6 separate regions of the Mus musculus genome follow, and regions 2, 3, 4, 5 and 6 are each linked to region 1. Evidence: chromatin contacts called from public Hi-C, HiChIP or PLAC-seq and promoter capture Hi-C data. All regions are on one chromosome and are shown on one strand. Each heading gives the region's core, a stretch centred on a gene start, on an enhancer-like site or on the middle of the called end of the contact. The rest is flanking DNA. Distances are from core to core; before and after follow the strand shown.

Evidence for each region. Promoter capture Hi-C pulls out the DNA fragments that hold promoters and counts their contacts. Hi-C and Micro-C count contacts between places; a contact is called where the count stands out from the background. HiChIP or PLAC-seq counts read pairs in DNA pulled down with a chosen protein or histone mark.
Region 2: a BATF HiChIP or PLAC-seq map of CD8 T cells shows a contact between it and region 1, with 6 read pairs. The contact joins two enhancer-like sites. A contact is called at or near these places in 1 of 15 datasets of contacts at CTCF or cohesin (CD8 T cells), 6 of 484 Hi-C or Micro-C datasets (bone marrow-derived macrophages, embryonic stem cells, muscle stem cells and 2 more) and 6 of 115 datasets of contacts at active chromatin or transcription factors (CD8 T cells, the NIH/3T3 cell line, Th17 cells and 3 more).
Region 3: a promoter capture Hi-C map of hippocampal neurons shows a contact between it and region 1, with 3 times the contacts expected there. The contact joins the promoter of Yes1 here to the enhancer-like site in region 1. A contact is called at or near these places in 3 of 39 promoter capture datasets (the 3T3-L1 cell line, hippocampal neurons and liver) and 3 of 115 datasets of contacts at active chromatin or transcription factors (acute myeloid leukemia, pro-B cells and stem cell-derived neural progenitor cells).
Region 4: a Hi-C map of bone marrow-derived macrophages shows a contact between it and region 1, with 27 read pairs. The contact joins two enhancer-like sites. A contact is called at or near these places in 1 of 39 promoter capture datasets (liver), 1 of 15 datasets of contacts at CTCF or cohesin (the NIH/3T3 cell line), 10 of 484 Hi-C or Micro-C datasets (the C2C12 cell line, adipose-derived mesenchymal stem cells, bone marrow-derived macrophages and 6 more) and 6 of 115 datasets of contacts at active chromatin or transcription factors (the NIH/3T3 cell line, acute myeloid leukemia, bone marrow-derived macrophages and 2 more).
Region 5: a Hi-C map of bone marrow-derived macrophages shows a contact between it and region 1, with 23 read pairs. The contact joins two enhancer-like sites. A contact is called at or near these places in 7 of 39 promoter capture datasets (embryonic stem cells, hematopoietic stem and progenitor cells, liver and 2 more), 5 of 15 datasets of contacts at CTCF or cohesin (CD8 T cells, the NIH/3T3 cell line, embryonic stem cells and 1 more), 104 of 484 Hi-C or Micro-C datasets (the 4T1 cell line, the AML12 cell line, B cells and 52 more), 14 of 115 datasets of contacts at active chromatin or transcription factors (T-cell acute lymphoblastic leukemia, acute myeloid leukemia, bone marrow-derived dendritic cells and 9 more) and 1 of 9 other capture datasets (embryonic stem cells).
Region 6: a contact with region 1 is called in a Hi-C map of uterus, with 1.9 times the contacts expected there. The contact joins the promoter of Ppp1cb here to the enhancer-like site in region 1. A contact is called at or near these places in 2 of 39 promoter capture datasets (both in the 3T3-L1 cell line), 4 of 484 Hi-C or Micro-C datasets (cortical neurons, embryonic fibroblasts and uterus), 3 of 115 datasets of contacts at active chromatin or transcription factors (bone marrow-derived macrophages, extraembryonic endoderm stem cells and pancreatic cancer cells) and 1 of 9 other capture datasets (macrophages).

What each region holds. Positions count from the first base shown.
Region 1 is chr5:32,196,238-32,199,908 of GRCm38.p6, forward strand. No RefSeq gene overlaps it. Among named protein-coding and RNA genes, the nearest start is that of Gm36732, 13 kb to the left of the region's middle. Within about 2 kb of position 1,669, at least 115 of the 459 cell types and tissues checked have an H3K27ac peak or open chromatin away from gene starts, as enhancers often do. A contact at or near this core is called in the 4T1 cell line, the BV-2 cell line, the C2C12 cell line and 15 more, where this site is marked.
Region 2 is chr5:31,730,870-31,734,540 of GRCm38.p6, forward strand. It overlaps Babam2 (BRISC and BRCA1 A complex member 2), which reads left to right. Exons shown (of 12, transcript NM_144541.1): 3 at 98-174. Among named protein-coding and RNA genes, the nearest start is that of Babam2, 35 kb to the left of the region's middle. Within about 2 kb of position 1,867, at least 35 of the 459 cell types and tissues checked have an H3K27ac peak or open chromatin away from gene starts, as enhancers often do. A contact at or near this core is called in CD8 T cells, Th17 cells, Th2 cells and 1 more, where this site is marked.
Region 3 is chr5:32,609,209-32,612,879 of GRCm38.p6, forward strand. Yes1 (YES proto-oncogene 1, Src family tyrosine kinase) reads left to right here and starts at 1,963. Exons shown (of 12, transcript NM_001205132.1): 1 at 1,963-2,167. It overlaps Gm10461 (collagen alpha-1(II) chain), which reads right to left. Exons shown (of 2, transcript XM_030254958.1): 2 at 1-2,844. The coding sequence ends at 2,016.
Region 4 is chr5:31,880,608-31,884,278 of GRCm38.p6, forward strand. All of the region lies in intron 6 of Babam2 (BRISC and BRCA1 A complex member 2), which reads left to right. Among named protein-coding and RNA genes, the nearest start is that of Gm52770, 120 kb to the right of the region's middle. Within about 2 kb of position 1,939, at least 76 of the 459 cell types and tissues checked have an H3K27ac peak or open chromatin away from gene starts, as enhancers often do. A contact at or near this core is called in the C2C12 cell line, the NIH/3T3 cell line, acute myeloid leukemia and 3 more, where this site is marked.
Region 5 is chr5:31,934,353-31,938,023 of GRCm38.p6, forward strand. All of the region lies in intron 7 of Babam2 (BRISC and BRCA1 A complex member 2), which reads left to right. Among named protein-coding and RNA genes, the nearest start is that of Gm52770, 63 kb to the right of the region's middle. Within about 2 kb of position 1,734, at least 41 of the 459 cell types and tissues checked have an H3K27ac peak or open chromatin away from gene starts, as enhancers often do. A contact at or near this core is called in the 4T1 cell line, the BV-2 cell line, the C2C12 cell line and 6 more, where this site is marked.
Region 6 is chr5:32,457,362-32,461,032 of GRCm38.p6, forward strand. It overlaps Ppp1cb (protein phosphatase 1 catalytic subunit beta), which reads left to right and starts at 1,609. Exons shown (of 8, transcript NM_172707.3): 1 at 1,609-2,046. The coding sequence starts at 1,995.

The DNA.
Region 1 (3,671 bases), core at 419-2,918:
CTCCTTCCTCCAGGGCACCATGTCTAAATAAGGCAAAACTCCTCCAGTGCTGGGGAGCTCTGGGGTTTTCATGCAGTCACCCAGGATATCGTGGGATGGGGTCAGGCCATGCTCTGCTGAGAAGCAGGACAAAGTTCCCCTGTAACATTGGCGGAGGGACAAGGAGACTTTGCTGCCCACCAGAGGGTGCCCTCAAGTTAACTGAGCAGGACACAGAGAGGATCTAACTCAGAAGGAGGCTTACAGACAAGGCAGGGGCTTGGAAGAGTGGATTGTGGGCTTGCTGGTAAGGGATTTGGCATTAAGACACCTGCACCTCGAAAGCATCCCTGGTTCTAGGATAGGCACACACACACACACACACACACACACACACACACACACACACACACCAGAAAATGGATTAGCACCACTTGTAGCAGCGCACAGCACACGCCTGTAATGATCCAGCTTGTGTTGACTAGACGGCTCAGCCTATGATGGCACTTACCACTAAGCTGGACCACCTGAATCTGAGCAAGAGACCCACATGGTAGAAGGAGAGATCCAGTTCCCACAAGTTGCCCCTCTGACCTTCATCTGTAGGTGTACCCCTATACAGAATGTAGAGAACATACACCTGTTTGCCCAGCATACACAGAGACAAATAGATACATGCAATTAAAAAAAAAAAAAAAAAAACCAAGTGTTTGGGAGCCTGAGGCAGGAGAATTGCTATGAGCTACATAGTGAATTGTTTTGGGTTTTTTTTAAAGCAGCTTATAAAGCTGGAAAAATATTAAAATATTAAAAATTCTGAATAAACCAAGAAAGATAGATCTATCCATAGATGTTTCTTGGCAGGTTCTTGAGGGGACCTCTAGCAGTGTGACCATCCCCACCTTCTCCATTCCTTTCCCAGTCTGTGTCCTCAAGCAGCAACAGTGAGTCCTGGAGAGTGGCAGTTGGGACATCATCTCCCTCCCCATCCCCCAGGTCTGCCACCAACCCTGGCACATAGTTGATGCCTCGTAGGCAGCACTGTGTAGTCGATTCTCCAAACTGGGACACCGCAAGAGGTGGGATGTTAGTAATCATTGGGTCAGGACAACAGTTGTCGTCTGGAACCATATTGGACAAACAAGTGACAGTCTGTTCTCTACCATATGCATAGATGTCTGTCTGTCTGAATGAGGTTCTGTCTGACACTCTGACTTCTATTATACAATGACTTGCTTCTTTGCCAAAACAGTCATCTGCGTTAAGTGATGCCCCCTTGTGTCTTGATGCTCATCTCTGCCTACTGCAGAGAGAGGCATCTCTCTACACAGAGAAAATTGGTAAGGCTAAAAACATCTCCAACCACGTGCCATGGTGGGAACTGCTGTATGTTTCATCAAAGTCAGAGTGTTCTAAGCCTACTGTGAAGCCCACAGTAGGGCCTGACAGGAGGCTGGCCAGGCTGGGTAGACTGGGACTAGTTAGTGTCTCTCTTCCCTCCTGGACTCTCATGTTTAGTTGGGCTCTCTCTGTTGGGCAGATGGAAGAGATGGACCCAGCTGGGTTGTAGTAGGCCTGAACAGAGCTGGAGCTCTAAGGAAGCTGTCTGGGCACTTCCTCAGCTAGTCTCCACCTATCCTACCATGGGACCAGTGCCTTGCCAGAGACAAGCCAGACAAACACAGCTCACTGCTGCCCTCTGGTGTCTGATTCTTCCGGCCCCGTTGCTCCTCTAGGGACAGCCACATGATGCTGTCTCTGAGCAGGGCCCATGAGCAGTCACCCAATGTGAGCATGAGAACGATAGTCTGTCAGTACTGATTCTGAGATAACAGACGTAAGATGGGACTATTCCAGGCTGGGTGAGCATATGGTTATCCCGTCTAGGCTTAGAACCATTTCGCGGTAGCCTCCAGAACCATCTCAGGGAACTGCCTGGTGAAGTCACCAAGTCACAACACATGTAAGTGCTTAGCAGGAGCATGAAAGAGTAAGAAGTCACTGGCTAATGTGGTCAGTGGTTGACTATTATCCTCTCTTAGGAGTTGCCGGCATCCTGGGAGCCCATTTCCAGCTGTTCGGATGGGATAAGCTGCACCCAGAGCTATCGATAAAGCAGGAGTGGGGGGATCTGGTCTTTGGGTGGACTGAGGTGGGTGCTTCTGGGGCTCAGTCATGTGGCATGAGCAGTAAACCCAGCAGTCTGGCCTGTGAGTGGTCCAGACACCTTCCCTCTGGAAATTTGGGGCCTTGCCAGGACAGGGGATAGACAGGGAAACTTCATTCTCACTGAGATAAGGGCATTTTTGTGTCCGCTTTTGTAGTGGTCCTCCTGTCCAGTAGCTGTGTCCCAGTGCTAACTGGGGTGATCTTTGCCCTGCTGAGTGGCCAGCAGGTGTGGGTGAGCCTCTGTCCCTGCCTTCCTCTTCACATTCTGCCCCCCATCTCCTCCTCATGGCCTCTAACCCCATCAACCTCAGGCCTCTGGTAGGACAGCCTCAGGGCCTTTGCTAAGCTGCTGGTCCCCCGGGGATCTCTGGTAGGGATCAGTGCAGGATGACCAGCGGCTGTGCCACTCATAAAAGCAAGTGGGGTTTGGTACAGGTACAGAGCCTTGAGCCCCACCCTCTGAAGCTGCCAATTACAGGGAAGGTGCCAGTGACTGAGGCCAGGGTAGAAGGACCAACTCAGACATCGAGCAGGAGATGAAGGTGCCTCAGGGACAGGACACAGAAAGAGGAAGGACAGAACTCATAGGGTCCCCATATGGGTCTCAAAAGGCAGAGACAGGAGTCAGGGACTGACAGAGATCATGGGCTTCCAGGGGCAAGGGTTCGGGGGCAGAGTCTGGGTGGCTGGGACAGTGTGTGTAAGTAAGTAGGTTTGATTCAGAGGCTTGTAAGGACTTTAGCAAAGGCAAGAGGAGGACGCACAGCTTTAGAAAGAATTCTTATGGTCTAGGAGAGAGGGCTCAGGCTGGGTGCCTTGTTTGAGGAAGAGGAGAAAGCTTCAAGTTGGTTTTGTATTCCTCAAACCTGTTTGCCCACATCTTTGGCATCTGTGCCCCATGAGGAAGCTGCAAGGAGCTGGGCCTGTCTGGGCCTGAGAGTGGCATTCTTATTGAGGCCATGTACTTCCTGCAGATGTTCCCTACTGAGGTCACAGGCCCCTCTCGAGGACCTTCTTCCTGGTCTTTGCTCACTAAAGCAGCCCAGAACCCCACACCATAGCAGGCGGCTTTGCTTTCTTCCTCCCACCTGCCCCTTCCTCAGTCTTCCTCATAAGACTTCCTGCCTACACACACTCACACTTGAGCCTTGCACAGCCAGCCACACACAGGCGCCTGCAGTCTTGAGTCTGAGAGCTTGGGTTTGAGCTCAACCTCTACCATTCACCTGCAATGTGGCTCTGGGCAGTTTGAACCCTTTGTGCCTCAGTTATCTCATCTGTGAATTGGGGATAATGGGATGTAATGACGCTTATCTCATGGACTTGTCATGAGGATCGAAGGAGCTGAGGCAAGTGCAAACAGCTCAGAGGGCTCTGTGGGTGGGAGGGGATCTACTAGTACTGTTTGTATCCCACACAGCACTTAGCCAGGAATAGAAACATGCATGGCTGGTATGAGCTGTTCCTCACTCATTCCAGAACCATCTATAGGGCTGCTGGGTGCTGGGCACTATTCTACACAT
Region 2 (3,671 bases), core at 617-3,116, 470 kb before region 1:
ATTACTTTTTATTTACGTTATTAAGTGTCATAAATATGGGGGACTTTCAATTTTGTTCTTAAAAAATCTTATTTTTCCCTCCCCTGGGTTGCTGAAGCTGTACATCATTGACTCCTGGACCCAACTGTGACCGCTTCAAACTGCACATCCCGTACGCTGGGGAGACGTTAAAATGTGAGTAGGTGGTGACCACCAACGATTGCAAGTTGTGCTTTAGATTTTACTTCTGGCTGTTCAGAGCAATCTCTGATCCTGTCTACTAACAGTTACTGCTATGTTATCTGCCATCCGGTCCTGGTTCGGTAGCTAGCTCAATTTAGGTTGTAGAGGAATAGGCCTGTGCAGAAACATAGTAGTGCATATGTATGTATTTTTTTCTTAGAGGTAGCTCTAAGATAATATCCCATAAAGAGGCTTATTGCTTTGTGCCTGCAAGATGGTTCAGTGAGTGGGTAAGGACACCTCCCACCAATCCTGACAACCTGAGTTCCATTCCTGGACCCAGAGGAAGAAGAGAACTGAATCTTGTATATTGTCTTCTGATTTCCACATGTGTGATGTGCCCTGCACTCAATAAAGTAAAAAAAAAAAAAAAAAAAAAAAGTAAGAATGAAAAAAGATGTACCACTTAAAATGCCTACTTAGTAATAGTTTTTTTTAAGGTAGGAATGGCTAATATCCCCACTGCTGTCAAAACCCATTGTTAGCCCTTACTCTAGTGTTCTGGGCATGGGGTATGTGAACAAGAGTTAGAAATGTTAATGGCCTGCAAGGACCAGAGTGATAATATAAGTAAGGAAAGCAGATGGAGTATGGCAGATTCTTAGAACACACAGTCTCTGTGGAAACTCCTTCTATTGACTCAGAGAGTGGAAGTCAGCCATTTTACATCTTTTTTTTTTTTTAAATCAGTTTTAAATGTTGTCTATCTTTCCAAAATTAAGGATATTTGTTATTCAGGTAAATTGAGTCTGTGTAAAGAGTAGCCTGAGTTTTTGCACTGTGGGCTTCCATCACTGCCTGGATGGTGTACGAGGTACATGCTTGGGCTGCAGGCCAGCATCCATAGCATCTGTCTATGCTGTATTAGCCCTTCTCTGTCACCATCACAGCACTGAACCTCTTGCCTACTGTGAAAGTGATAATAGCTTTGCTTTGTTAGTGTCAGTAATTGCACTTGGCATTTTCTTTCTTAAACCTAGCCTTGTGAACAGGGTATTAAAATCTACCTATTTGTAAAAAAGAGGAATAAAAAATGTGGTTATTAAAGATCAGATGGATGGATGAGGGAGATGGCACAAGCCATACTGTGCTTTCAAGGTAAAAGGACCTGGGTTTAATCCCCAAATTTACACAGAGAAAGGCTTGGCAGGGGCAGATGCTTATAATTCCAGTGTGGGGACACAGAGACAAGAAGGTACCTGGGGCTTAGGATGAACACACACACACACACACACACACACACACACACACACACACACACAATATGATGGGTGGAATGGGTAGATAAACTCTTTTTGGAGTAGTGACTGTGTGTTTTACCATCATTAACTGGGAGGTACCACATCTCGATACTCTCTAGATTGCTTTGTATTAATTTACCAAGTGCAACGTTAAATGAGACATTCAGTCCAAGGTCATTTGTTACCCTTGCATTATTAGACCATTCTCAGGAAACCACAAAAGTACAAAATAGTGACAGGATTAGATTGCTACTTTTTTTTTTTTTCCAAAAAGAAATTACTAACTAAATTGAACAGAAATGATCCAAGTAAGTCACTGGTAGATGAAGTGGAGATAGTGCTGAGGTTACACACAGAAGGAAGCACTGTCCCATGTTTCCCCCTCCTACTCCTTTTTTCTGAGTAAACCATTATAGTTTTAAGAAATGGTTTCAGTTTAGTTCTTTTGAGGATTCCCAGTTCTCTCAGTACTACACTGCCTCTTTCCTGACTGGCCAGCTATAGATGTTATCTTTTGACTTCCTGCCCTCTTATAGGGGCATCAGCCTATTTTCACCATCCCCCTTACCTCTCTCTTCCTCTTTAATAAAACCACATCACTGCTATTGGTTCCCGAGTTCTTTACCTTGTAGCTTAAACCTTTGTTCTTTTTTCTTGTGCTGGGGATCAAATTTCAGGGCCTTACAAAGGTTAGAGACAAACTTTCCCAAGGAACAAGTCCATGACAACCCCTTCCATACCTCCCCTCCAGGGTCACTTTTAACACTGTATCATACAATTCAATGAACAGTCCCCCAGAGTTCTTGATAAGTGCATGACTCAGCTTTGTTATCAGCTAGGACGATCTCTGTGCAGTCGTGATGGATATTTCATCTATCTGGAGTCCTATGAACCACAGATAATGTCTTTTGGCTTCACACTTCACAGGATAAGATTAGCCTCTGCTTCTTTCTTTTTCTCTTGCATTTTCCTGCACTGTTTTTATGTGTCTTCTGTTTTCCCCTTTGCATTCTTAAGATTAATAATTTGTTGTCTATAATTGTTTCCAGGGCATTGTTCATAAATTACACAGTGGCTTGATAGGCCTGCTTCTGCATTAAATATCATTAGATTTTACCTTCTTTTGTGGGCCTAATAGTAACAATTCTGTACATTACTGGATGGTTTTTTAGGAAACTGGCTACTTGCTTAGGTTATTGGAAACCAGGCTCAAATAACTTCCCCAGATTTTTGTTCTTCTCTCTTCTGTATCTTGGCCCAACATTTTTTTATTACCTCCATTAAAATTAGGTATCTTTCTTAAGGTCTTTCTTCCTTTTTGTTTCCCTTTCAGATATCTTGTTCTTACTGTATGACTGCAGTATCTGTTACAGTCTTTCAAATAACAAAAATTGGAGATCTAAAATACTTCTGGGACCAATGAGATGATTCAGCAGTTAAAGGTGCTTGCTGACAAGCCTAACAACCTGAATTCAATCCCTGCAATCTACCTGGTTAGAAGGAGAGAACTGTTCTAGTTTCCTTTCGATTGCTGTGATAAAACACTGTGACCAAAGCCTTCCTGGATCAGTTAATAATCAAGACAGTCCTCTACAGGCATGCACACAGGCCAGTCTCCTTCTAGGCAATTCCTCAGCCAAGGCTCCTCTCAGATGACTCTAGGGTGCAATTAAAACTAGCCAAGAGGTTGAAGAGATGGCTCAGCAGTTAAGAAAACAAACTGTTTTGTTCTTGTAGAGAACCCTGAGTTTGGTCCCTAGAACCCATGTCAGGCAGCACACAGCTGTCTGCAAGTTCAGTTCCATGAGATCTGATCCTTTCTTCTGGACTGTGAAGGCACCTGCATGTACATATACATGCACATGTATAGTTGCAATTGAAAATAAAAATCTTTGAACAATAAGATTAAATAAAATCCCTGCTAACCAGTTCAAGAACTGAGTCCCATGAGTTGTCCTCTGACCTCCAGATGCGTGCCTTGTATACACATCATCACACACAAACCATCACAGGCACACACACACACACACACACACACACACACACACACACACACACAAATAAATGAATGAATGAATAAATAAATGTAACAATTGTAAAAATTAAAAAAAAATTTTTTTTGCCACCATTATTTTTATATCCACTTGGAGCATCATATTTTATATTATCATTTTTCTTCCTGTTATTCTATAATACTGCAGCTGGTTA
Region 3 (3,671 bases), core at 713-3,212, 410 kb after region 1:
AACACCTTAGTTTTAGAAATACCTAATATAGTTCAAATTTTCCACTGGCCTTCCCCTTCCTTCCTAGGGCTGATTTTCCCAGAAGTTTCAAGATAGGTCTTAACACACTGTAACATTGTGAAGAGGGATGCATGAGCCGACACTCACCTGACCATTTCAGAAACAGGGTTTTAGCTATGACTAGTTTCTATAACAACAAAATTTCCCAGCAAAATTTCCCAGATCCTGTCACCATCTTTAAGAATATTTCTAAAATAGCCATTAAATGTAACCTTTAAGTTGTAGGTGTATTTTTGATACTCTCTCCCTACCTTAAAGTACAGAAATTGTGTGTGATGGTACCTACTTGTAACCCCAGAAACTGGGAGGTAGAGACAGGAGAAGGAGGGGCTCAAAAATCATCCTCAGCTACACAGCAAGTTCAAAGCTATCCTGGGCTACACAAGACTCTGTCTCAAAAAAGCAAGCAAAGTAAAACAAAATAAAATATAAAACAAATTCAAAACAGGTTAGACTAACATTGAGAGGGTTTTTGTTTGTTGTCTTTTAAATTGGGAGAGTTTAGGGTCACAAATATATTTCTATTTTATCTGTAGGTTTAGAAAGGCAACAGCTCAAGTAACTAACGTTCTAGTTTCAAGAAAAAACTTGCTGGGCGGTGGTGGCGCACGCCTTTAATCCTAGCACTTGGTAGGCAGAGGCAGGGGGATTTCTGAGTTCGAGGCCAGCCTGGTCTACAAAGTGGGTTCCAGGACAGCCAGAGCTATACAGAGAAAAACAAAAAAACAAAAAAACAAAAAAAAAAAAAAAACAAAACAAAACAAAAAAACCCCTTAATGCACCAGTCAATGGCAAAATAAAGCACCGCGCTACATCACACATAGTTGTTCATGTGGATTCCCATTCCTTTCTCTGAAGAAACTTTTTAAAGCTGTGTGCATTTAAGTTGCTAAAGTACCAGACTACTGACGGAGTTGATATGTCAAAGATGATGCTGAATTTCTCTGAAAACCACAAAGGAAACCAACAGTCCCACATTAATACTTCGAATAACCCCACCAAAGAGGAAATACAAAAGGGAAATTAAGAGTGTGATAAGGCAGACGTGCCTTTAGCAGGAGTACTTCTAGATTGTCTTTTGACCCTCTCAATCTTGTACCTCAGTTCCTCCTAAACCCTTCCTTTTTCTACAAGGCAAGCAGAAAAAACGATGCAAGGCCTTCGGAGGGAAAACAAACAAAAAACCTTTCATCTTGACTTCTTCACTTCAAGGGGCCCAAACGTCAGCTTTCATAGCTGTCAAGAAGAGTCACAGTGCCTGTCCGGGTTCCCTATTACGAGGATCAAATACAATGCTGTCCCACTCTAAGTGAGAGCCACCATTCCTGGGAGAATTGCCAACACAACTCAGGTTCGGTTCTACTCGCGCGGCAAGGCTGGTTCGACCTACAGTCAACAGGAAGCTTCTGCGGCCAGACGAGAACCAAGGTGTCAGCACTGCCCTGATGGCTCACGCGGTTCGACTGTGATTTTACTATCAGTGACAAAGGGTGCGGAGGCACAAAGCTGAGAAATGAACAGTCAACCTTTCTCCAAAGAACCCCAACCCCGATCACCCTCCGAAAACAAAGCCCCACACCCCTCAGTGTTTCGGTGAGCCAGGCGGAGCCCCGCTTCGCCCGTTGCGGTAGTCGGCGTGCGGGCAAGGCAGGGAACCACATGCCGCTGCTGCTTTCTCCTCACGCCCCCTCGGGAGCACGCCTGACCCCTGGCGCCATGTTGGGCCGGCAGGCACGACACGGCCGGGCCTCCCAGCGGCCCGCGGACCCCGCGCAGAGCTCCCGCGCCGGAAGGCGCTCCCAGCAGACAGCAGAGCGCGAGTTCCGGTGAGCGGGCGCGCGCAGGTAGCCGCAACCCCCGCCCCGCGCGCGATCCGGAGCGGAGGGGCGGGGCCGGCGGCGAGAGGAGGAGAGAGGGAGGCCGCGGGGTGCGGGCGTCCGGGAGTTCCCTCCTCCTCAAGTAAAGCGTCCCGGGCCGGCTGCGCCGCCGTCGCTGCCTCCTGGCGCCCCGCGACCTGGAGGTGGAGAAGGGAGAGGGACCCGCGGGCGTCCACCTCGGCCGGCCGCCTTCTCCCCGCGGCGACCCGTGCGAGTGCGGCCGGACTCAGGTAAGCTCGCGGCGTGGCCTCGCGACGTAGGCAGCTGACCCGGACCGGGCAGCTCTAGGCCTCGGCATCCACCCTCCTGCTCCCGGGCTTCTCGAGGCGCCGCCGCCCCTGCCGCTGTCCGCCTACTGGTCCCGGAGTCTGGAAGTTGAGGAGAAACTTCTCCCCTCCCGCGGTCTGGCTGGCGGGCGTGAGTGTCTCGTCTCCTGGGCTCACTACCTGCTTGCCCAGTGCCTCGGTCTCCGCCCTGTCCAGTACTTCCCGATTCTGCGGGAGTCCGGATAGTGGTCCAGCCTATGTGGTGCCGCCGCTGCACCCTCCACCCCAAAGGACGTGGGGTCACTCCCGAATGAGGACCAGAGGGTAGGGCAGCGGCCCCTTCTCGTCCTAGCGGCTGGAGGTCTGTGTCGCCGGACGCCCGCAGCAACTGTCTGGAGCGAGGAGTGGAACTCGTGGAGCGAGCGGGTGAGCGGCGGGTTGTACTTGGTTTGATTGCAAACCACGACCTGTTTATAAAGTTTTCCTTTGTTTGGGTTTGAGGGTGTTGGGACGTGTTACAATCAGCGGCCACTTTTAAGTGCCTTGCCACTCCGCCTCCCCGTGAGTTCGGTTCTCTGTCCTCCTGTGTCAACGAAAATTTTGTTTGTGTTTTGCTTCTTGATAATTGCTTCCAGCTTTTGCTTTATTGGGCTTGAGAAAGAGTTGTTTTTAAAAAGTGGGAATATCGTTTCTGGTATAGGGATTGTGAATGGGGCATAGCGTAGTTTTGATGTAGTTATTCTTTGCATAAGTGATTGGAACAGCAGTGGAAATGACAGTTATCAAAGTAAATAAACGAAAAGTATGCAGTTGAAACATAACTTTGTACCTCTCTTGTGTGTTCCACAGCTGTGTTTTTTACATGTGATTTCACAGGATATTTCGGTATGGTATATTCATGTATTTCGTGTAAAATTACTGACCAAAATTGGCAATTGAAAGTGAGTTTAAACATCCTGTTAAATTTCTAAATTTAAATTACTCACTAATGAAAATGTTATTAAGTGTGCATGTGTGACTCAATTTAAGGCCAAATGTGTGCTACCTCTATTAACCAGCACAATGGTGTGGACTAGAAACATTTTGAGTGGGCAGATAGGGAGTGTTAAATTAAAAGCCAAAGTTCTTATATGCAACATATATGAGAGAGAATACAACTGTAGGAAAGTTGTTCTTCAGGAATTTTTTCCGCTTGCTAAATGCATTTAGCTATATCTTATTTTTGAATACCAGCAAAACCTCAGTGAAAATGTAGATGCTGGTTGACATTTCAGTAGGTCCTAAATTTAGGGGAGGGAGAAGATTGCCTTTGATTGAAACTTAGATACAAGACTGTTTATATTCCATATTTCCAGGATAAAATAAAAGCTTTTAAAATGTGTGCTTTGCCATAAAACTACGGTAATGTTATACCTTTAATTTTGTAGCTAGTTTTTGCTGACTTCACAAACCACAAAATTGACTCCTT
Region 4 (3,671 bases), core at 689-3,188, 320 kb before region 1:
AAGCAGAAACTCAAAGCAGGAACCTGACCATGGGAACTGAAACAGACTATGGAAGGATGCTTCTTATTGGCTTGTCCAGCTTCCCTTAGACAGTCCGGGACCATCTGTTCAGGCTATAGGAATGGCCACCTTAGGATGCATCTTCCTACATCAACCATATATCAAAAATAATAAAATAAAATAAAATAAAATGTAAAAGCCCAGCAGTGGAAGCAGGGGCTGTCTCTGACTCTTTCTACCTTCAGGAGCTCTTTCCTCCTACTGGTTGCCTCATCTAGCCTTAATAGGAGAGGAGGTGCCTAGTCATAGAGCGGGCTGGTTGAAGGAGGCCTGCCTTTTTCTGAAGAGAAAAGGAAGAGGAGAAGTGGGTTGGGGAAGGAACTGAGAAAAGGAAGAGAGGAAGGAGGGGAACCTACAGTTAGGATGTTATAAAACTAACTAACTAACTAACTAATTGAATTAATGAGTTTAAAAGTCCCACAGACACTCCAAGGCCAATCTGATCTAGGCAATTACTCAGTTGAGGTTCCTCTTCCTAGGTGACTATAATTTGTGTTAAGTTGACCAAAGAAGCCAGAATGCCCTTCTGTGTAGTCCTCGATGCTCTGCACCACTGTAGTGCTCCCTCTTCACCTCAGGTCAGTCATGCTGTCCTCACTCCAACCTTCTGAAGGTATTCAGGTTTCTGAAGGTCTCCAGATTCAATAAGTACTCCATTAATATCAGTATCTACTCTGTCATTCCTTTCTCATCACCCTGAAAAAAAAAAAAAAACCCAGTTTCTTAACTGAGATGCATCAAGGTTATTTATGATCTAGTTCTTAAACTTGTTCAGCTTCATCTCTTTCAGTTTCCCCCAATATCCGGTGCTTCAGCCTTCCTGAATAGTATTGTGCCTGTATGTGCCTCAGCATCTGTCTTTCTAATCTCCTACCCTTTTTGACTCCATGCAACACTGCATCACTTCCTCCTTGATGCCTCCTGAAGCCCCCAGCTTCAACCCTTTGCTAGCATCCCTGCCTTGCCCTTCCATTTAAGCACATACTCACTGCAACAGGATCACCTAGCATTCATTTACTTGTTTGCTTCCTGCTTGTGGCAGTGTGTCTGTCTCTCCATGGGGGAAAGCCTGGGATGTTCTGGTGAGGTTTGGGGAAGTTGCTTTTGTCCTTGTTTGTTGCTGTTGCTATCATTTTAACACGTTTCATTTCTTAGTAGTTTTTGAGAGCTGGATTGCTATGCATATTTTCTTGTGTCCTTACCCATATGTGATTAAATAACAGAGTCAAGAAACCCAAATAAGGGCTTCCCCTCTTCTGCTGGCCTAATTTCATTCTTTGATATCTACTTAGTAAAAACTTTTGTTCACTCAGAAACTTGAATCCACACTCTGGCGTGAATTAGAAACGTTAAGCTGTTAATAACTTCCCTGGAGAATTATGACTTGAAAGAATGCTTTGCTACTTTTATCATCAGTTATGCATCGTGAAATGTCACAATTTCTCTTCAGAATTTCTTTATAAGCACAAAGCTGCAAATGTTCATCAATTGATCTATCTCAAGCCCCTATTAGCTTAGAAATGAGAGGAACATTCTTTAGTAATCCAGGCCAATGAGAACTCCTAACTCAATTTATACTTCTAAATCTGGCATCAGCATTTCTATAATTAGTAAAGTTCTAGCAAATCCACCTACTCAAGATCTCTGCTAAGTCCAACATTTATAGTGGTTCATTACAGAGCTATTAATATCATAGTCTTTCCTCATATGAATATTTCTACTCTCCATAATTCACTGCAGGGACATTTTTGCTCTGTTCTTCCTCTTTTGGACCTTGCATTTCCTTTCTGATTCACACGGTCCTCAGTACGTGACAAAGAGTTTTCAAAGCAAATTTGGACTAGGAGAATCATGCAGAGGAAAAGCATTGCAGCAGGAGTCAGCAACACTGGATTTGGGTTTCTGCCCTGTGACTCACTCGCTCTGTACATAGCATAATCCACTTTCTTTATCTTAGTGTCTGTGAATCTGTGGGTGTTGGAATCAATGGTTACAAGCCTTTTCTTTTTAATATAAAACAGAATAATAATAGCTCGAGGTGAAGTGGTGGCCAGGTCCAGGAAGCCTGTCCATTGTTGCCCTGGGCTGCTCTGAGCAAACTCAAGAGAGGTGCAGACTCTAGTTCTCCATAGAGTATAGGGTGCAGCCTCTAAGGCTGTTCTTACCTTCATATTTTCTAAGTTTGTCTTTAGTGAACTCCCATCAACAGCAAGGAAGGTGTCCAGTCTCTCCACATCCTCACCAGTATTTGGTATTTTCTGGGCCGTTGCTTTTAAATACAGAAGTTGTCCTCATGGGTGTTTGATGGCACCCACTGTGTTTTGGGTTACTAACAACTTCTCATGAGCTCACTGGCCATTTGTTCATCTTATTTGGGTAAAAGTCTACTCAAATTCTTTGCACATTTTAACATCAGATTGTTTATTGTCTTGTTGAGTTTCAGGGGTTCTGTATGTGTTCTGGATATTAACTTGTGATAAAAATATGGTGTAGATGGTGTGGTTGTACATATCTTTAGTCCCAGCACTGGGGAGATAGAAGCAAGCAGATCTCTGTGAGTTCAGTATCAGCCTGGTCTACATAGTGAGTTCAAAGCCAGCCAGAGTTACACGATAAGACACATACATACATGCATACATACACACACATACACACATGAGACATGTGCATGCATATATATATCTCAGATGTTTTCTCTCACCTGCCGTTTTACTGCTAATCCTGATTTTTTTCATAAAGTCTGATTTATCAGTTTTTCTTTAGTTGTCTATATACTTATTTACAATTCCTAAACTTTACATAGTCTTCATTTTATGCAGCCTCCTAGCCCAGTGTGATCTCCTTCCTGCTTTTTCTCTTAAGTCACAGGGCTCACCCTGTTACTCTTCAGTTCCTTGTATTATGTTTGCCTCTGTTTTCTTTTCTTTAGTTGCTAGTTGTCTTAGCCAGTGCTTCTGAGACTTTAATGTGCATCAAATGTCCTAGCTGGTGCTTAGTTTGAATAGCATGGCTCCACGCTTCACCATCTATCCATATGGGTTTCAATACCTATGCTGTTCACAAAAGTTACATCACACCCTTATTTCTTGTTTCTGGGCTGTTCCTCTGTCTCTAGATGTTTGGAATTGAAATCCTGAAATCGAAAGAGGTATGAAAGCAGTTAGTGCTTATAACTTCCCTCAGGCTGGGAAAGCCAGATCTCTGCTCAATGGTTTTGTTTCTTTGTTTATTTTTGGTTTTTAAACCACTTTTGAAGCTTTTCTTGGAATACACATTACTCTTCTGTTTGCATTATCTCTCTCAAGGAAAAAAAAAGGCATAATAGAGTGAGGGTTGGACAAGAAAGAGCCTAAGGAGGTGACTCTGTATTCGCAGAGACTGAGTGAGTTCTTCAACCTTTTCGTAGGCCTTTGTCCACTTATGTTGTCCTGTCTTTGTAAGGACTCTCACTGAAAGCAAAGAATACTTTTCTCATTTCATGTTCTCTCTCTCTCTCTCTCTCTCTCTCTCTCTCACTGAATATTTCCATTTCTGGGGTGGGGGTCTTCATTATTTGACAGTGTGTCACAAACAAGTCAAGTCATAGATGAGCAAAGCCATACGAAAGCCAT
Region 5 (3,671 bases), core at 484-2,983, 260 kb before region 1:
ATCAACAGTCATAGGACAGATAGTGACTTATGTGCAAGCCGTCAGATATAGTAGTGTTAGAAATGTATGCAAGCAAGGCTGGGCAGTTCCACACAGATACTTGGTATTTGCTTTTCTATGTGGTTTCTGTTATATCAAACACAAGGCAGAGAAAGTTGCCCCCACAGCCCTGCTGGAGTGAGCAAGTGTGCTCTGGCCTGCTACAGGCCACTTTCTGAGCTGTCCAGGCCATGGAAGCACAAATAGCAACCTCGGGCACATAAGGACACGCACAGGCCACAGAGCCTGTGAAGGGCTCTGTCAGGTTTCAGTGAACAGATGTTTATCCCACAACGCTTCCCCTCTTCTTGGGGTTTGTCTAGTGCATTACAGAAAAAAGGAAGAAAAAGAAACCTTAAACTGTTTACACTAATTATCCCCTTTTGCTGCTCTTGCTTGTTTTGTTTTGCTCTTTCTTTTTCCCATACATTAAGAAGTCTTCATGTGAGGAAGTTCTGCCCAGCTGCTCTCTGGAATGGACCCTTCCATAGCTTAAACTGGGAACCTTTTGTTCTTGGATCTGAGTACAGCTCAGCTCGCCTTGTCACATGTGTGTTGGTGCACTGGCTTCCAAGAAGTTTATAGGCTTTTTCTCAACCCATTTCCTTCTTACCCCAAAGATAATCTGCTTCTATGACTTTCCTTCAAGTAAACAACTCCAGATCCCTTCATTGTATCTGTTCTCCCTGTGGCTCAGTCAGTACTTTATGCAGCCAGGCCGCTCTGAAGCCTGTGCTTAAGTTCGGTGCGTTCCGTGCCACCGTCCTAGCTATTAAATACTAAGTCAAACCCTTTCTTCTGTCTCTCTTTTGTTCATGTGTTCACTTACTTTTTCATTTCCTTTGTTCAAGAAATACACATATATATTTAGCTCCTGCTGTGTACCAGGTACAGCTCTGGGTACAAAGGAGTCAGCAATAAGTAAAACCAGACGTGGTCTTGGCCTTCAAGGAATTCCCATTGTAGTGAGGGAGAAAGGCATATAAAGGATTAATTACAATTCAAGGTGATGCACACTATAATAGTAGAGTTCAAAGTTCTTTGAAGAATGGCAAGAGTGTAATTGGCTCTGCCTCAGGCATCAAAAATACCTTCCCAGACTATTTGACATGTGTTTATTCTAGACATAGAACAGCATATATGGAAGATGTGTTTGCAAAATGGTAAATGGTCCAGAGAGGCCAGTAACTAGGATATAAGAAATGATGAAGGTAAAGCTGAGAACTCAAGGTGGGCAGCAGCCTAGCTCACTTATTTTGCAAATAAGGCTTAAAAATCATTCATATATATAATATACATATATATTATATATGCATATATACACACACACATATATCTTTCAGAAAAGAGAAGGTACGAGCAATGACAACTTTTAAACACACACTCAATGTGTTTAAAATGAGTGAGTCACACACTCAATGTCATAGGCTCAGTTGTATTTGCTTAAAATCCATATGCTCTGGTCCCATCCCCAAGACCTCAGAAAGTGACTGTATTGGAGATGGGTCCTTTCAGTGGATGTTAAGTTAAATTGACGTTGTTTAGGAGTGTTTTAGTCAGTAGGGCTGGGGTCCTTACCAGAAAAGGAAGATGAGAGGCAGAGGGAGAAGTCTATGAAAGCATGCTGAGAAGAGACTCAGCAGCCAGCACTTTACCTCTAAACCAGGAAGTGCACTTCTGTGTTCAGTGACTCAGTCTGTGTGCACTTAGTTATAGGAGCCTTGAAAAAAATGGATACACTCAACATTGTGATTTATAGGGGGCTGGAGAGATGACTCAGCGGGTAAGAGCACTGACTGCTCTTCCAAAGGTCCTGATTTCAAATCCCGGCAACCACATGGTGACTCACAACCACCCATAATGAGACCTGAAGCCCTCTTCTGGCGCATCTGAAAACAGCTACAGTGTACTTGTGTATAATAATAAATAAAATCTTTTTTTAAAAATTGTGATTTATAAATATGGTTATGTAGAGGGTGCTGGCTTGGGATGGACAGTTATGAGGAAGAGGAAACAGGACTAAGGTGCTGAGGCAACGTTCTAGGCTGCTGAGGGATTATACTTGTAAGATACCCTTTTAACCAAAATAGTGAATACCATAGAGAAGACACCTTTGGGAGAGTAGAGAGGAGCAGAACCCCAAACAGCACATTTAGATTTAGATCTGTCTGTTTCTGGTTTTACCTTGGGTAGCTGAGCTACTTGGGTGGTATCCAGGTGAATTTTCTTGCTGCTGGCCCTTGCTTGAGTTCTGCAGCAGGAGTGATAGTTTCCCGTTGTCTCTGTCCCTGCTTCACACTAGCTGGTATGGCCATGACTGCATCCTTCTCCTCTGGGCACGTTTCCACAGGGAGTCATCCCTGCAGCTGCAGTTCACTCGAGTTCAAGTCCTGGGCTACACAATGCCAGCCCACTGTTGTCAGGCCTGTGGTGTCTCTGCCTCTGGTTTGTTTCTTTAGCTCTGTGTTCAGCTTCAGTTGGCCCTTTGCATGCACCATCTCTCTCAGTGACTTGAAAGTACCTCCTTCTAGGCGGAAGTCCTAGAGACAGGAGGAAATGTATAATGACACTTGGAAAGAGTCTGAGTGTGAGTGTAGATTTGGTATTCTGTAGGTTAGGTCTGAACTGATTCATTGCCAATAGCAGTGAAAAGTGAAAGGGGTCATGGGTAGAATGCTGGAAAACTTAAACTCCTCAGGAATTGGCTAGCTTTGTAGCAAAGTTGGATTTTATTTATATAATTCCTTAAGTCTGATTACATGAATAAATGCAAGTGAATAATTCCGACTGAATATTCCCACTAGTAACATAACACTAAAGTATATGGTGGCATATGCCTGTAATTCCAAACTCAGGAGGGTAAGGCCAGGGGTCATGAGTTCCAGTTTCTGGCCCAGCTTGAGAACCAAGAGAGAAGCGGGGAGGGGCTAGAGACAGACAGACAGAGACAGATAGAAACTGATTTGTCATAAAGAAGGGAACCAATGAACAGTGGGTCAGTTTATAGAGAGTAAGTAGAATAACAAAAGTAACATTTACAAACCTCAGAAATATAATTATTAAAAACCCTATATGTCTAATTACAAGTTACTTAGAAATATATGTCTTAATGAAATTTACTAAGTCCTTTTGGATGGCACTCCTTGTGGCCAAGATTTATTTTACCCTATGTTCCAAAATAATAAAGTCTGTGCTACCTGTTAAACAGACAGTTGTGGTGATTATATGTTAATTTTTTCCTTGTGGTGTTATTAATCTGTATTTCTATATCATAGGTGCCACTATCTTTCTTATTATTGATGATGAATCCAGCACTTAGAGACGTCAGTAATTTTCTCCAGACCACACAGCTAGTAAACGTTAGAGCCAAATTCTTGTATTTACCTGAACAAGGAAGGAGGTTCACTAATACTTAGACTTTCTCGGACCCTATTCAAAGGCTTTTTCTTCCAGAACTCAAGGAGGCTAGCACAAAGCACTTCCTCTAAAAAGGTGTCACTGTGGTCAAGTCTCAAAAGATGCCTTTACCAAAGGTCTTGACAAGACAGTGGAACCATGGTTGGCTGTGTGGGGCATATCACAGGTATCCTTTAAGTTCTTTAGCTAGTAGAAAATATGGAATGTGCTAAATT
Region 6 (3,671 bases), core at 359-2,858, 260 kb after region 1:
TAAGACTTAAAAGTTCTTTTCCTTGGGACTTATAGGGCCCATAAAAACATAAGACATCTACATAAGCATTCCCAAGTATTCTGAATTCTTAAAGTCATGGAAGAGATAGATTTGGAGAAATGGCATCAAAATATCTACCTCCATTTGTAACTGGTGTTTCAGTTTCTTAGTTTCTAGAAAGCAGAGAGTCAACTTTTTAGCCCATCTTTTTCAAGTTAACAGAATCTTCCAGCGTGCATTTTGGAAATAAAGCCCCTGGTTTAATCTGATCTTTCCCATGCTTGGTTTCCTTTTTTTTTTTTCTATTTCCTTCTTTACTTTTAAAAAGTATTTTTATGCATATGAGTGCTTTGTCTGCATGTATGTTTGTGTACTATGTATAGTGCCCATAGAGAGGACCGAGAGGGCATCAGATGCCCTGGAACTGTTAGGTCTCAAACCTGGGACAAATGACAGAGGTACTTATTTAACATGTGAAAGTGGTTACTGGACCCAGGTTCTCTCAGCCATTCCTACCTGTTACAGGGTATGTATGGCATGCACACTCCCTGCCCTAATCTTCTCTTTCCCTCCCCCTCAGAGTCATGCTCGCTCTGAATATTCCCAGATGTCTTTCCTCCCAACTATGTTCTCCCATTTATCTCTAATAAACCTTTTTCTTCATCATACCTAGAAGCAATCATGTCCTTTTCTTTTTATTTTATTTTTATCAGAATCAAAATTACAGATAGATAGTTGTAACCATGTGGGTGCTGGGAATTGAACCCATGTCCTCTGCAAAAAAACAGGCAGTGCTCCTAACCTCTGAATCATCTCTTCAGTCCCTGTATTTGTTTTTAATTTATCCCAACTGCAAGCATTTATTATGTAGCTGAAGATGACCTTGGGCTTCTGGATCTTCTGCCTCCATCTCCCAGTTGTAGGGATTACAGGTCTCTTATGCCCGGTAAATGTGATTTTTATCCTCTAGGAACCGAGTGCAGTAGAGAAATGTTTAAAAATCACAAGATAAGAGAATTAAGCAATATAAGAAATCAATGAACAGAAAAGAACTATAGAAAAGTGGTATCCTGAGTGTATGGAGATGTCGGGAGCGTGTAAAATCTTATTGCTGTTGACTGAGGCCCACTTTGAATCCTGTTTCTTCTAGGGTCACCTGGCGAATCAGCGACTCTGGTGATGTGATACAGAGCCCTTGATCTGCAATGTCAATCTTTTTCAACAGAGAAGTCTCTTATCTCCAGCACACCTGGGTTTCCAACATAGGCAACTGAAACCCACGTTTCCGGGTTAGCGGAAATACGAGCAATTGTTTTGAAAACCAGTGACTGAAACCTAGAAAAGAAAAGCAAGGCGGGAAGAACGCAATAGTTAACTCTGCGGAACCACCAGGCCCTGGGGAGCAGGGAAGGAAGGTCATTCCAGCCTACGCCGGCTCTGCGTTCACAAGCAAGGCAGGCTCCGCCCTGCGCCTGCGTAGTGGCGACTGTTCGTTGCAGTGGAACGCCTGAGAGAGGGAATCGCTCCTGCGCGTTAGCAACCGCGGAGGGGAGGGCGGGGAGCTGGAGAGGCAGGAAGGGGACGTGGCGCGCGTGCGCGCAGTTCGGCGCGGCTAGGCGGCCCGCAAGGGCGGAGGGGAGGGAGTGACGCTGAGGGCGGGGCTGTCCGTGGCGCTGCCGAGCTTTGCGGAGCTGGGCGGTGCCGAGGAGGAGGTGGAGGAGGCGGTGGCGGCTGGGGTCTGACGCGGCCCGGTTCCTGACGCGGCCCGGTTCCTGGGGGCCTGCTTGTTTATTTATTTATTTCCAGTGGGCGCCGCCAGCGTGTGCGCGCGCTGTCGCTGCTCGGCGGGGAGGGGGTGGGGGGAGGGCCCGCGCCCGGGGGGAGTTGGAGCCGGGGTCGAAACGCCGCGTGACTCGTAGGTGAGAACGCCGAGCCGCCGCCGCCGCCGAGAAGCCCTGTTAACGCTTTAGGGAGGAGAGTCTGGTGCCGACAAGATGGCGGACGGGGAGCTGAACGTGGACAGCCTCATCACCCGCCTGCTGGAGGGTGAGTGCGGCGCCGGCTCGTCTCCCCACCCGGCCGCGGGGCCCTTCCCGCTCGAGCTGAGGTCGGAGAGGAGGGCAGGCGGGCGGGCGGGCGGGCGGGCCGGGTGCCCCAGGAGGCCAGGAGCGCGGGCTGGCGGGCGGGCAGGCGGGGAGGCCGGGCCGAGCGAGGCCGGAGGCCCATCGGCTGGTACAGTCTTCCCGAGAGGCGGCCGGGCTCCGCTTGGCCGCTGTGCTGGCCTCTGCAGACCGTTCCGAAGAAGGGGCGAGGATGCCTGCCGCTGGGCTTTGTGTGTCCGTGGAATGTGTATTTCTCGGTTCTCTTTGTGCGTTGCCCTTGGCAGCCTCCGATGGTCGTTCCGGTAGTGAATTTTACATAAAACCTTCCCAGTAAGGCTCTCGGATCGTTTGCATTTTACTGGATGCTCTAGAAAGAATTAGGGAGAGGATACGATGACTAGTTTACCATTTATTATCTGGAGTATAAAAAAACAGTAAAAATCCTGAATCAGGTTAAAGACGTCCGTTAGAAATACGAAACGCCCGGATACATGTGCTGAAGGGGTTGATTTGGGGGCTTTTTTTTTTTTTTAAACATGTTTGAGCCGAGTTTAATTTCTGCACAAACTTAGCAAATGTCTGTTGTGAATAATCTCTTGAGCTTAAAAGGTATTTTACAAGTGTTCTCAGCATTTGAAGTTCCGGGTTCTTATGCTTTTATCGATTAGTTTTGTGTTGGTGGGAACATAAGGAGAAAAGAGGAGATGGAGAGGCCAGTAGTTAAATGTATTGGTCCGTTGGGGGATACTGTTCGAAGTTAAAGGCGGGTCTTGGTCAAAAGAACCCTTTTACGCTATAAAATTTGCGTCGTCACTAATTGTGGAGTGTGTAAAAAAGAATTGCGTTTTTGAGTGGTTAAGAGTCCTTTTTGTCAGCCTCCTAATGAATGCGTGTGTTTACTACAGCGAAGCTGTTTGTGTTTGGAATTTTACCAAAGAGCGTGGAGAGGGGTGACTTTTCTTTAACTAGTTAAAGTACGAAGTATTTATTCTCTGTTTAAAACAACAACAACAACAAAACAACTCTGTTTATATGCTCCAGATGTAAAAGCTTTCCAGCAGCCTTAAGGCTGAGAAAAAGGCAGAACTTTTACCAGGAACTCTTTCTTATTTACCTTCTCCTTTAGTATCAAGTTATTCCTGGGAGGCCCCCTGGTGCTTGCTGTGTTTACTGCTTGGGATTTTGTGGTCTTTAATTGATAGAAACATCTTGCTGGGTCTGTGAGAAATTTGTTTAGTTAAAAAAAATTTATGCTTGTAGTACATGGCTGGCTCTATTAGGGAAATATAGTTATTTTAAATCTTTATATCTTGTTACTCTTCGGAGAAGGGGAATTTAAGCCCACCACTGTTTTCATATAATCTAAATTTTAAATTAAATTTGGATCAGATTTTATCGCAGTTTATTAATATTTTTAATTTTTCATAAATACCTTATAGCAGATGCATGTATTTTAAACCGATCTAGAAGCCTTTAAATCAAATGTACTTCTATACAGTTACAGATGCTTAAATACAACTAATAGAGTGGGAGTTGTAGAGAAAAAGGGGAAAGTAGCCTGAGCTATAT